2 separate regions of the Nothobranchius furzeri genome follow, and region 1 is linked to region 2. The links are chromatin contacts, called in public Hi-C maps. All regions are on one chromosome and are shown on one strand. The core of a region is the stretch at or near the end of the contact, and the rest is flanking DNA. Distances in the headings are between cores, read along the strand shown.

Region 1 (6,916 bases), core at 4,402-6,901, 45 kb before region 2:
AACCCACATTCATTAGAAGAAAAGAGAAGAACAGACTGAAATGAATGGAATAGTCTTAGGGCTGGGCAAAAGTCACCAACACTGTGTGCATGCTTAAATAAATATTACATAAAAAGTTTAAAAAACACATCCTACAAAAAAATTTCTTTTTTTTAAATCTACATTTTGTTTTAGGACAGATATAGCACCTGTGGTTTCTTGCTTCACTTTTTATTATCCCATTTTGAACAATAACAATGTAATGACGAAGGTCTTGGTGCGTTACCCAGCTCTAGGCAATACTGCTCAACTTGATTAAGTGAAGACGTTCACAATAAAATGAGTGATTAAAAAAAAAAAAGAGGGTTCATCACCACCACCACCACGTAGACATGGGTGAGTGGCTTACCTTGCAGTTTGCTGAGCTCATCTGCAGGAGGAAAACATGAGAGAAGACAGAGGCAAACGTCAATCATGCAGAGCAGTGCACGACAGGCGTGGAGCCGGGCGATAAGTAGCAGCTGTGTGTTCAACCAAATGTTTAAAAAGTAACGGTGTGTTTTAAAAAGCTGCTGCAAATTAAAAAGTTAGTTTTACAACTCAGTGTTGCTGCATTTAACAGAAATTTAACAACAATTAGTGACAGTTAAATGGTATTTTGCAGCTTGCAGAATCATGCAGAAAATTGTAGGAAAGTTTTTCCTAATTGTCTGTGAAACTCATGCATGGTGTTTGCAGCCCAGTGTTAACACAAGAAATAACATCTCCCACCCCAACACCAGGGGGAGCTCTTCTTCTGGTTTATTGTGCATGGCTACCACATTTGTTTCCACTCACCCAGATATTTTGCCTTTTCCTCCCGGCGTTCCTTTGCAAGCTTCTGCCTCTCCTCCGACTTTGTGACGTCTGAGAAGAGAATGAATCATGAGTGAAGGGTAGAAACTTGTGTCGTGGAATTCTGGGAATTTGTGCAGAAAACATTTTTAACTAGTTACAGCTTCTGTAGTGCATCCTGTTTGAGCACAACAGATGCAAATTTTCCTTAAATGCAATTTAAGTCATGTACAGAAAACATGACTGAGCAAACAATGTCTTTTACCGTTCAGTTTTCCAAAGGCTTTAACTTGAAATGCTTGCACAAGAAAACATGCCACAGGACAGTAAACTGGCAATAATCCAACATCAGTCCTCAATCTAAGATAGGGAAAAATTAAACTAAAGAATCCAAAAGCCAAACCCCTTTCCCACAAAGGCTGCAGCAAAAGCCAAACACCAGATCTCTGACACTACCTTGATGTGGGTCTATGTTTGACTTAAATATTTCACCTCTGTAGGGAAACACGTTATGAGGTCTCACTGGTCTCACACACACATTCCTACCAAATACCACAGAGGGAGTGAAAAAAGGAGCAGCAGCAGCGGATACCAACACCATTTCAAGAATTTAAACCAGATCTAGCATAGAAACAAGTTGACTCCAAATTGTTTCTCTAATAAAATTAATTGAACCACTCTACTTCCAATTTGGAAGAAATACCTACAATAAAGCAAAGAAATTTAAACGTATCCACAAAACGCCTGAATAATTTCAATCACTGGTTTGACAAAAAAAAAAACAGGAAGATATTCTGCCCAGATTTAATACAGGAACCGTGCCATCCCTCAACGAGAAGTTTTGGATTCATTTACCTCGAAGCCAGAGTCCTTACTGTGCATCAAGACCCTCAAGATTTCAGTAACACTTCTCACTTCTACTGGTTGAAAGCAGAATTACAACTGTAGTAAACAACCTAGCCACAGCAGGATGATGTTGCACTAGCAACGCTAACATGATCCAATTGATACCAAAAAAGTCAAGGATTAAAACGATCCCCCATTTTTGACAAAAAATATGACTTAGTACAGTAACAACAAAGCCAGGTCACTATCAGTCCCTGATTTAGTAGCCTCCTTTGAACTAGTGTAGTTCGTGTTGATGTTCACTCTAGTTTTAGCTCTTTGCTTCACCTCCAGAGACATTACTCACTTACTTTTACTTCCAAGCTCCGCCATGATGCAAACAAAGAAAAATCTAAATTCTTCTTCTTGTGCTTTTTATTGATGGTTGGCAAACTGAAAAAGTTAACTGCTAGCCTTTATATTAGCTACCAGGGGTCTCATTAATCAAACGTTGCGTAGAATCCTTACTAAAACCGTACTTGAGCTCAGCGAAAAAAATATACTTACGCCAAGTAGGTTTGTGATCTATCAAACATGGAGTATGCACAGCTGCACGCAATCGCCGCTTCATAAATCAGAGACGAACGAGAAAGGTTCTCAGCTGCTTTTTAGTCACATCCCGCCCTCAACATGTCCACTTACTGCCATAAATGGTCAATGCAAAGTGCCTTGTGGATCTCATGCATATACATAAGCCGGCTTGTTGCAGCATTTCGGTCGCGACCGCAGATCAAGGAAGCGCTATTTCACAAGCAGAAATTGAGGTACTTGTGGGTGAGGTGGAGAAAAAAAAAGAAGAGCATTTGCAAAACAAATAAGAGAAAATCCACGGAGTGGCACAGCATTGCTGAAGCCCCCAGTGCTGAGTTCTTCAGAGAGATCTGTGGCGGATATTAAAAAATGGTCCTATCAGGATTCGATCCCCAGACTCCCAGGTGAAAGTCACATGCCCTAACCAGTCAACCAAACAGAGATCTCCCTTGACCAAACAGCCAGTGCGCATGATCAATCGGGTCACAGAGACAGGACGCTCACACTGTCACAGACGCAGTACATTTTGTCTCAATCTGCCCCCCTGCTGACATTCAGCATTCCGTATTCTGCGCTTCAGGCTGTGTGTGTGTGTGTGTGTGTGTGTGTGTGTGTGTGTGTGTGGGGGGGGGGGGGGGGGGGGGGGGGGGGGGTCTTGTTCTGTGTGAAAACGAAGCGGTACAAGTGATAATGCTGCAGGATTTCATAATTTTATCCTTCTCAGCAGCAGCACTGCAGGTGCTCTCCATGTCCAAAATGTGTGTAAGCCAGGTCCTTAGTCAACTTAAAAGTTGTGCACATTTTTCCGCTAAGTTTTCTTTCATAAATCCCAAAGTTTGCATGGAAAGTTTCTTATGCAGTTTTCCGTGCCCGTTTTGTGCGTAAGCAAGCTTGATAAATGAGGTCCCAGTACTGTAAAGATCGATTGTTTTAAAGCAGGTAGGGATCTCTCACTAGTGTTCCTACCTGAATCAAAAAAATGTTGAGCGCAGTTTCTGGTCAGCAGAGGGCTACAGAGTGCTGTCTGATGTGTAGTTGCTCAGGTTTCTGGCTAAAGAACCACTGAAACCAGTTTGAAAGCAATAGCTAAACATGTTAAATACTCTTTAGTGTTGCAACTGTGCAACAGAACTTCTTATTTCACTAACAATAAAGTAATCAATCAAAGTCAGTTAAATTAAATAAATTATTCAATATTTCTTTAAGAGGTCCCTCACTGAGTAGTATTTTTAACTCATCATTTTTGAAAATGATCGGTCAGTCTTAGATTTTCATTCAGGCTGAACATGAAAATAGTCTCCTACACTTATCTCCTGCATTAGTTTCTGATAGAAAATAGACTGTGAAACACTAGGATTTGAAATTCTTGACAGATCTACATCACACCATCACTTAACATTAGTGGACTCACCCATCTTGACTCGCGACAGGGATCACATTTGTTGGTTTAGCATCCAGGAAACAGCAGAGAGCGCCTTGGCTAGCACAAGCTAGCCATTAGCATTAGCAACTCCACAACAATCAGAGGCGAGATGTCCAAATATCAGGAAATAAGACTCCAAAACCATCTGAAGCTACATTCTCCTCTGGCTGAATTACCGTGCAGTAACAAGCTCACCGAAGCCCGCCCCCAGAGAACGAGTTACAAAGCATTTATTCTACTATAGGCCACTGCAAATGTATTTTAAAAATATGAGTGAAGGAGCTCTTTAAAAAAATAATAAATAACCCCACCATTGTGTTTTTGATACTCTGAAGCCTGCAAGCTGAATTTCTGACTGCATTTAGATTTTGTAGCACTTCTTTCCCTGCATCAGCCACAGATTCTACCACTAAGTAGGTTAGCCTTGAAATGGGAGCTGGGGCTTATTTACAGCTAGCACGTTAAACTGTTTCCACTGTAACAACGACTTTAATGCGGTCCCACAGTTGCAGATTCAGCAGTCGATGTTTGAGCCCGAATCGACAGACAGACCAGATGTTCTAAATCAAATATGGAGCAGCTCATCCTTAAGAGACATCCATCAGCAGGACGCATGACTCCTAAATGTTAAAAACAATCTGCCATGCAGCCTCCTGTAATAGCAACCTGTGACCCACTTTGATATTTATAGAAAGACGGAGTGCTCGGTGTCTGTATGCGTGCTGATTGCACCTCACCGCCACAATAACGGCGGCATCACAAACACAAAACGGCCAACAAAGACAGATTTAATACAGGAACCGTGCCATCCCTCAACGAGAAGTTCTGGATTTATCTACCTCTAAGCCAGAGTCATTACTGTGCATCAAGACCTTCAAGATTTCAGTAACAAAATTCACTAGGCAGTTGGGAGATTATAGGGAAACGAAACAATCTGCACATCCCAGATAAACCACAAGCTTCATTGTTTCATTTCACCATTTAAGAGGTGAATTAGAGCGTTAATCTCCGAAGAATGTGCAAACCTCAAAAGTAATGAGCGTTACGGAACAACTGGAAAATAAAACTTTAGATTCTGAAGAGTAAGACCATTAGCGCAGGATGTCTGGAGCCGGCTACAGAAGAACTGGACCTTGCGCTGCTGTAACTTTGGAAGCAGTGTGGGCAAACTTGTAAGGGGTTGAGGGGAATTACTGCTGCAATCCTGATGAATGGATTAATCGGATTAATTGGTAACAAGAAGGAAGAGATTAGAGAAGCTTACACTTCAGAAACAATAAAACGTGTTCCTGTGGGTTTGTTTTCACTGTTAACCTGGGATTAAAGAGTTAAAGTGATGCTTTTCACGAAACAGTTAAAAGGTGCAGCAAACAGGTTCAACTAAACGCCCTCGTGGTGTTCCTGAACGACGTTCCTCTGACCAGACCTTTGTAGGAAAATGTGCATTGATTTGAATTTTAACACATTTATCTATATTAGAGACTTTTTTCACTACTAACCTGATTTACCTGAAAGTCTCAAGCTGCGTGTTGACAGTTTGTTTCACCACAACAGTCAATCAGCTGCAGCTCGTCTGAAAGCATGTGGTCACTTTTACTTTGAGAGTAGACCTGACTTTAGAAGAGAGCACCATTATCGAAGACCTGCCTCAAATCAGAACAACCCCAGCTTTTAGTGTTAGCTTTAAAACACTCAGGAGGACTGGGATTTATTGTTTACCTCTTTTGGACTTGGGTGAAGCTGGTGATCCAGGCGACCGAGAGATGAGGTCAGACTTTGTCGGGGTGGTCAGCCTCTTACTGGGAGACTCCATCTTCTGGGTGTTGACAGTTTTTAAGGGGCAGCTTTCACCCTCTGGGTCGGGCCGTGAGAGGTTTGTTTTCAGAAGCGAGCAGGGTGCTGGTTGGAGAGACACAAAATGAAAAGAACAGGTGAGTGAATAAAGGGCAATGCGAGAAACGGAACTCAACTCGTTTCTCTTCATTCTATTCGCCGTCAAGTCCATGAAGCAGATCACTGTGTGGGTGACATCATCCATCTGAAATTTGGGTGGAGTTGTGGACTCGGAGGAAAAAAAATGCAACCGAATTTAAATGTAGTAGGTCTCATTTTAGCTCTCTAACAAAATAATAAAACCTAACGACTTACAAATCATACGACTGAAATAATTCTCAACAACAAATATAAGTAATACTGCGTAAGACAAAATGACTGCTGATAACAGTTTTTGTTTATTTTTAATGACTGTGTCTAAACACACAGCTTACTAGGGCAGACACAGAAAAAGACATTAAAAATCACAATAATTTCTGGTCAAAACTTTCAATCTCATTCTTGTACTGTAACTCAACGGTGCTGGGTCTGTTCCTTTAGTCTAATCTCAATAAAATACTGATTTAGGAAACTATTCAGAGTTTAAATTTTAAGGAGACAGCTGGAACTGATGTACCTTAACACGCTGCTTCATTTATTGGTGATGAAAACCGATTAGAGAAAAAAGTAAGGGACTAAAATGAAATTTATACTAGAACAATCTTAACATTTGGTGTAAAAGCCGCAACTGTTTAATGTTTAGACCTATACAGGGGAAAAAATATATTTTTTATTGCATTACTTTAAAACAATAGTAGACACCTACAAGTTAAACCTAACCTTCTACCCGACTTTACCTGAATGCATAATAAACATAACGTGGTCAGGCAGAGCTGCCATAAAAGCAGAGAAGAGACGCTACGGAAAGCGGGGAATCCTCTGCATAGAAATAGAACCGTAGAGTGCTGTGCACTGTCGTTTTAAACTACCACCACAATTCAATGAACTTTAGCCTTTGAAAGAGATGAAAAAATACATGATTATAATGGGAAAAAAAAGAAAGCAGCCGCCCCCCCCCCCCCCCCCACACACACACACACACACACACACAAGGGAAATTTAATAATCATTCTTTGACAACTGCATTATTTTCTTGTGTTAATCTGGAGCTAAAAAGTTTAAATTGACAATAACATCTGATCACACGCACAGCCCTGGAGTGAATAAGTAGGTTATACTTAATTTTGATGACAAACAACTCAGATAATCTAGTTTGTCTTCTCATTCATGCGTGATCTCTAGAAGTGAGGTCATTAGTTTGGGACAGCAGCTTCATTATGACTCACATTTTGTAGCAGTCTCCTGGACTTTAATCTCCTGCTCAAACATTAGTCTGTCTCAGCTCTGACTGCGGAATAAAGACGCTCATGTAAGGGGTACTTGACTTTGTCC
Region 2 (6,361 bases), core at 1,251-3,750:
ACACTGACCACTTTCCACACTCGACTACTTTCCTCTACAATCTGTTCTTTAACTGTATTATTTTCTGCTATTTCAGCTGTTAACTTTATTTTTTCTCTAAGTGTTTTTCTCCCCAGAAGAAGCTGCAATGATGTTCTGCTGAGCTGTGGTGCCCTCATGGAGGGGGCTATTGTCTAGCTAGCACACTACTGCTAACCACTTAAACAATCTCCCTCTCCTGATAATAACATTTAAATTTCTTTGACATTGAATGTGCTACTACTAGTTTACCCATTTAATTATAGATTCAACAGTGTAAATACAATAAAGTTTATCTCTCACCATAAGGAATATTTACTAAGAAATCACAATGTAACCATAGAAACATATATGTTGTGTGTGTGTGTGTGTGTGTGTGTGTGTGTGTGTGTGTGTGTGTGTGTGTGTGTGTGTGTGTGTGTGTGTCTGCTCTGTCTTCTCGATCCCCAGTGAGTCGTGGCGGATGGCTGCTTATACTGAGCCAGGATCCTCTGGAGGTTTTTTCCTGTTAAAAAGGGAGTTTTCCTCTCCACTGTCACTAAATGCTTGCGTAGCATGATGATTGCTGTAAAGACTTTGACACTAGTCAGTGACTTGATGCAATTAGCTGGGTTCCTTATACAGGAAACTTTTTTCTGATTGGCTTAATGAACTGACCTGTATTGGAATGTTTGCTGTGTGAAGTGCCTTGAGACGACTCTTGCCATGATTTGGCGCTACATAAATAAACTTGAATTGAATTGAACTTTACTTATAATTTTAACACATTTGCTTTTTAAGTCATTTCCTGGGGTAAAAAAAATCTTCTGTGTGCCTGTTTGATGATATTGAAGTCAGACGGAGGAGAAAGTAGCAGAAAACGGCAGGATATGGAGTCTTATTTGCTGATATTTAGACATCTTGCCTCTGATTGGATAACAGCAACAAAACTCCACCACTGATTATTTGCTTTGCAACATTGATGTTTTATCTCGACAAATAACACAGGCCTGGAAGAGTTCTGCCATGTGGTCGAGTTGCTAATGCTAACAATTAGCTTCTGCTAGCTGAGACATTCTCTGCGGTTTCCTGGACGTTAAACCAACAACAGCCTTCCTCGTCACGAACCAAGAAAGGTGAGTCAATCAATATTAAGTGACAGTGTGACGTAGATCAGTCAAGATTTTCTGAACCAAGCAGAAGCTAATGCATGAAACAGGGAAAGAAGAATATTCCTCGTTTCCTCTGGCAATGTGGGCTTCTGGTTCCCGTGGAAGCGGAGCTAGGGATGAAACCCGAGGGGAGGGGTGAGTGTTCCGTGACCATGTTTGTTTTCGAAACCCAGCTGGTTCTGTAGATTCGCTATAACAGTTTTAAGCACAAATGTGTTTTATGCTTGAATGATTCATAAGTAAGAATTTGCAAACACACAAAAACATTCATCTGAAAATGTACTGAATCGGGAAAAAAACCTAAGTCTAAAGAAATTCTTTGGAAGACCTCCACAAATACACCAGATTTGGCTCATTAGACGCAAAAACACTTCGGACATGACTCAAGATTTTCCCTCAGCCTGCAATGCGTTCCTGTTTCTGCATGAACAGACCAGGATGATCCATGATGGCGGCTCACCTTAATCCACAGTACATTAAGTCGTCCCTGGAGGCTATGTGGAGTAGACAGTCCAATGTGAACTCATTGGAGAGCAGCTAAAAAAACCAGTAACACATCAGTGATTAACAAGAGGACACCGACTCACCTCGATAAATAAAAAACAGAAAAAACAAACGAGTTTACCTTATCAATAGTGTCCCGGTCCACTGGGACAGACTTCAGCCAGTGTACTAAACTCCTTATCTCAGTGTTAGAGTTTCTCTTTGACACCAACTCCTCCTCTGTAAGATAGTTAGACTGATTACATTTATGCAGCACTGAGTGTTGTTGATGTTACGGTTGCACAATCACACAGTGTGTCTGTAGCCAAATCGCATAATCGTTAATCAGTCTGACGAATCGAGTTTGGGCACATTAGCTACACATCTGCAGCCCACGGCTCCAAGACAAACCCGTTATGGCAGAAATTATGTGCCTGAAACTCAGGCGTGGTGAGGACTAACTGCAGCACGAGTAGAGAACTGTTTATCCTGCTGTTTTTTTTTTGTATGCTCTAACTTTTTATGCTGCCCTGTGAGTCTACTGCCTCTAAAAACACTCTCAACTTGAAAGAAATTCATAATGGGTCATGACTTGGGGTGGGACTTGATTAAAAAATCTAACTAATTATAGATTTTGTAATAAATTAATCTTGATTAATCACATTTAAATCATTCAAGACAATTTGCACCCAAGCAATTTTTTTAATCAAAAATTATGTTAGTGAGGCACAGATGACATACCCACACGGCTCAAAAAAGTGAAAAAGTCGCACAGTGTATGCCCGGCTTTACACTGCTCCTGTGTTTGACGTCCTGTCTGACCTGATCTGAACTGCAGAGCTAGGTGCGTAAAAATAGACTTGAATTGTAAATTTAGCAGAGCAACGTAACACTAAGCTTCTGGGACACGTCCAAAACGTGATGCTCTGCAGCCGGTGGAAATGCTTCCATCCACTATAACGGTGGCTAATTGCAGAGTACTAGGCTTCGCAGATGTTACAAGATGCTTACACGTCCATTGGAAAGGCCTGGTTAAAGTAACTGAGCCGTGAAACGACTCATTTTGGAAGGTACTGAAAATGTTGAGCATAAAACTGCTGAAATAGCTTCTTGTAAGACTGATTTTGTTCAGATTACGTCATAAACATGTTTTGTATTGACCATAAAACTATTATAACTTTTTTAAAACAAGTCATAATACGTTCGCTTTGAAATTAGTCATATTTTATATATTTTGTTTTACTGAAATATTCTCCAATTCCAAAGAATGTAGAATGAGTTTCAGAATTTCTGTTTAAAGTCTTTTGTCTTCATTTTTTTCAGTTTGTAACAAAAATTGTAACATTAAGACACAGTAAGAGGAATTTGACTTAATATTTGTGTTCTTCCAGATGGATGAAAGGACCTTCTTGGTGGAAAGGAGAACTTTACCTTCAACAACCGCTACTTTCTTCATCGCATCAATCTGTTCCTGTTTCTTCTGGACCGAGTTCCTCAGCAGGTCCTGGTACTCCCACTCCTTCTCATTCAGCAGGTTTAGCAGTCTGAAACGCAACACAAACACATCACTGCACAGCAACAACCTGATTAATCTGCCTTCAAAGAGATTAAAGATGCAATTTTGGGGGGTTTACTGTGTATCGTATACTATATACATGAAAAAAAAAAAACAAATTTTTAAGTTTCACAATGCCAGCTCAACAATACCTCCAGGTCTCTTTTCTCATGTCTCTGAGGTTCTGGCTCAGCGAACAGCTGCTGCTAACGGTGACATCAGGAGGAGAGTGTGGACTGGCTCTAGGTCTGATTTCCTCTACTGGCACTGCCAGCTGCACGTCTGCCGGCGCCTTCAGCTGGTTAGGAGAAGCAAACACAGGAGTGTCCTCATCAGCTTGCAGCTCCTCTGGACCGCTGTCGTCTCCTTCAAACGAGGACTGCAGACGGAGCTTCAGGGCTGACAGGTCAGGAGCAGCAAAGGGTTGGAATTGGGAAAAATAAGTAAATGACAACAAAAATGGCTACAGCTGTTGTAGCCGAGTCGTTCGTTCATTCGTTCGTTCGTTCGTTCCATCCATCCATCCATCCGCTTATCCGGAGTCGGGTCACGGGGGCCGTAGCCTAAGGCGAGAGGCCCAGACTTCCCTCTCCCCAGCCACTTGGGCCAGCTCCTCCAGGGGTTCCCTGGCCAGGTGAGAGACATAGTCCCTCCACCGTGTCCTGGGTCTACCTTTACGTCTCCTCCTGGTAGGACGTGCCCAGAAAACCTCACCAGGGAGGGGTCCAGGAGAAATCCTGACCAGATGCCCGAGCCACCTCAACTGGCTCCTCTCAATGTGGAGGAGCAGTGGGCCTACTCCGAGCCCCTCCCGAATGACCGAGCTTCTCACCCTATCTCTAAGGGAGAGCCCAGCCACTCTTCGGAGAAAACTCATTTCGGCCGCTTGTATCCACGATCTTGTTCTTTCGGTCACTACCCAAAGCTCATGACCATAGGTGAGGGTAGGAACGTAGATCGACCGGTAAATCGAGAGCTTCGCCTTTGCCAAAAAAAACTTTTGTATCAGATTGTATAGTTTTCAACATTAGATGATCTTAGCTTAACTTCCTAAGATGGTGTTTACTTATGTAGACTATGGCTTCTTGAACTGTCACATTCTTGGTAATAATGCTGAGGGAAACAACTTTTTAATCCACTAAAAATTATCTTTGTTTTTATTGATTAGTTATTATATGTTCAAAATAATACAGGGAGTGCAGAATTATTAGGCAAATGAGTATTTTGTCCACATCATCCTCTTCATGCATGTTGTCTTACTCCAAGCTGTATAGGCTCGAAAGCCCTTAAGCATATTAGGTGATGTGCATCTCTGTAATGAGGAGGGGTGTGGTCTAATGACATCAACACCCTATATCAGGTGTGCATAATTATTAGGCAACTTCCTTTCCTTTGGCAAAATGGGTCAAAAGAAGGACTTGACAGGCTCAGTAAAGTCAAAAATAGTGAGATATCTTGCAGAGGGATGCAGCAGTCTTAAAATTGCAAAGCTTCTGAAGCGTGATCATCGAACAATCAAGCGTTTCATTCAAAATAGTCAACAGGGTCGCAAGAAGCGTGTGGACAAACCAAGGCGCAAAATAACTGCCCATGAACTGAGAAAAGTCAAGCGTGCAGCTGCCAAGATGCCACTTGCCACCAGTTTGGCCATATTTCAGAGCTGCAACATCACTGGGGTGCCCAAAAGCACAAGGTGTGCAATATTCAGAGACATGGCCAAGGTAAAAAAGGCTGAAGGACGACCACCGCTGAACAAGACACACGAGCTGAAACGTCAAGACTGGGCCAAGAAATATCTCAAGACTGATTTTTCTAAGGTTTTATGGACTGATGAAATGAGAGTGAGTCTTGATGGGCCAGATGGATGGGCCCGTGGCTGGATTGGTAAAGGGCAGAGAACTCCAGTCCAACTCAGACGCCAGCAAGGTGGAGGTGGAGTACTGGTTTGGGCTGGTATCATCAAAGATGAGCTTGTGGGGCCTTTTCGGGTTGAGGATGGAGTCAAGCTCAACTTCCAGTCCTACTGCCAGTTTCTGGAAGACACCTTCTTCAAGCAGTGGTACAGGAAGAAGTCTGCATCCTTCAAGAAAAACATGATGTTCATGCAGGACAATGCTCAATCACACGCGTCCAAGTACTCCACAGCGTGGCTGGCAAGAAAGGGTATAAAAGAAGAAAAACTAATGACATGGCCTCCTTGTTCACCTGATCTGAACCCCATTGAGAACCTGTGGCCCATCATCAAATGTGAGATTTACAAGGAGGGAAAACGGTACACCTCTCTGAACAGTGTCTGGGAGGCTGTGGTTGCTGCTGCACGCAATGTTGATGGTGAACAGATCAAAACACTGACAGAATCCATGGATGGCAGGCTTCTGAGTGTCCTTGCAAAGAAAGGTGGCTATATTGGTCGCTGATTTGTTTTTGTATTGTTTTTGAATGTCAGAAATGTATATTTGGGAATGTGGAGATGTTATATTGGTTTCACTGGTAAAAATAAATAATTGAAATGGGTATATATTTGCTTTTTGTTAAGTTGCCTAATAATTATGCACAGTAATAGTCACCTGCACATACAGATATCCCCCTAAAATAGCTAAAACTAAAAACTACTTCCAAAAACATTCAGCTTTGATATTAATGAGTTTTTGGGTTCATTGAGAACATGGTTGTTGTTCAATAATAAAATGATTCCTCAACAATACAACTTGCCTAATAATTCTGCACTCCCTGTAATTGTTTTCATGTTTCTGAGGGCCTACAAAGTCAGAATAACTACAAATGAAACAGGAAAATTTAGAATATGGTGAAAAAGCCATTTATTTCAGTAATTCAGCTTAGACTGAGAGACCATCTATAGGCTCAGAAACTCTTTGCAGGTGTTCAATAAACTGATTAGCATTTGACACTTTGAGTCTAGAATATTGAACCTTTCACAATAATCTAATTGTCTGAGATTTTTGAATGTGGGGTTTTCATAAGCTGTAAACCATAATCATCACATTTATAACAAAAAAAAAGGCTGAAATATATGGCTTTGCATTGAATGAGCCTATCTCATTGATTAGTTTCAACTTTTAAGTTGAATTTTTGAAATAAATTAACTTTTGCACCAGATTCTAAATAATCAAGTTTCACCCATATGTGAAATAAA

The links. A called contact is a pair of places that touch in the nucleus more often than the background predicts.
Region 1: a Hi-C map of skeletal muscle shows a contact between it and region 2, with 6 times the contacts expected there. The contact joins two enhancer-like sites. A contact is called at or near these places in 2 of 2 Hi-C or Micro-C datasets (skeletal muscle and tail fin).

The regions. Positions count from the first base shown.
Region 1 is chr5:70,788,571-70,795,486 of NfurGRZ-RIMD1, reverse strand. map7d1a (MAP7 domain containing 1a) reads right to left here. Exons shown (of 18, transcript XM_054741001.2): 2 at 5,372-5,551; 3 at 817-885; 4 at 389-409. Among protein-coding and RNA genes, the nearest start is that of map7d1a, 28 kb to the right of the region's middle. Within about 2 kb of position 5,651, at least 1 of the 3 cell types and tissues checked has an H3K27ac peak or open chromatin away from gene starts, as enhancers often do. A contact at or near this core is called in tail fin, where this site is marked.
Region 2 is chr5:70,741,285-70,747,645 of NfurGRZ-RIMD1, reverse strand. It overlaps si:ch211-1i11.3 (mitogen-activated protein kinase kinase kinase 5), which reads right to left. Exons shown (of 28, transcript XM_015950068.3): 24 at 3,360-3,606; 25 at 3,084-3,196; 26 at 1,795-1,892; 27 at 1,630-1,706. Among protein-coding and RNA genes, the nearest start is that of map7d1a, 20 kb to the left of the region's middle. Within about 2 kb of position 2,500, at least 1 of the 3 cell types and tissues checked has an H3K27ac peak or open chromatin away from gene starts, as enhancers often do. A contact at or near this core is called in tail fin, where this site is marked.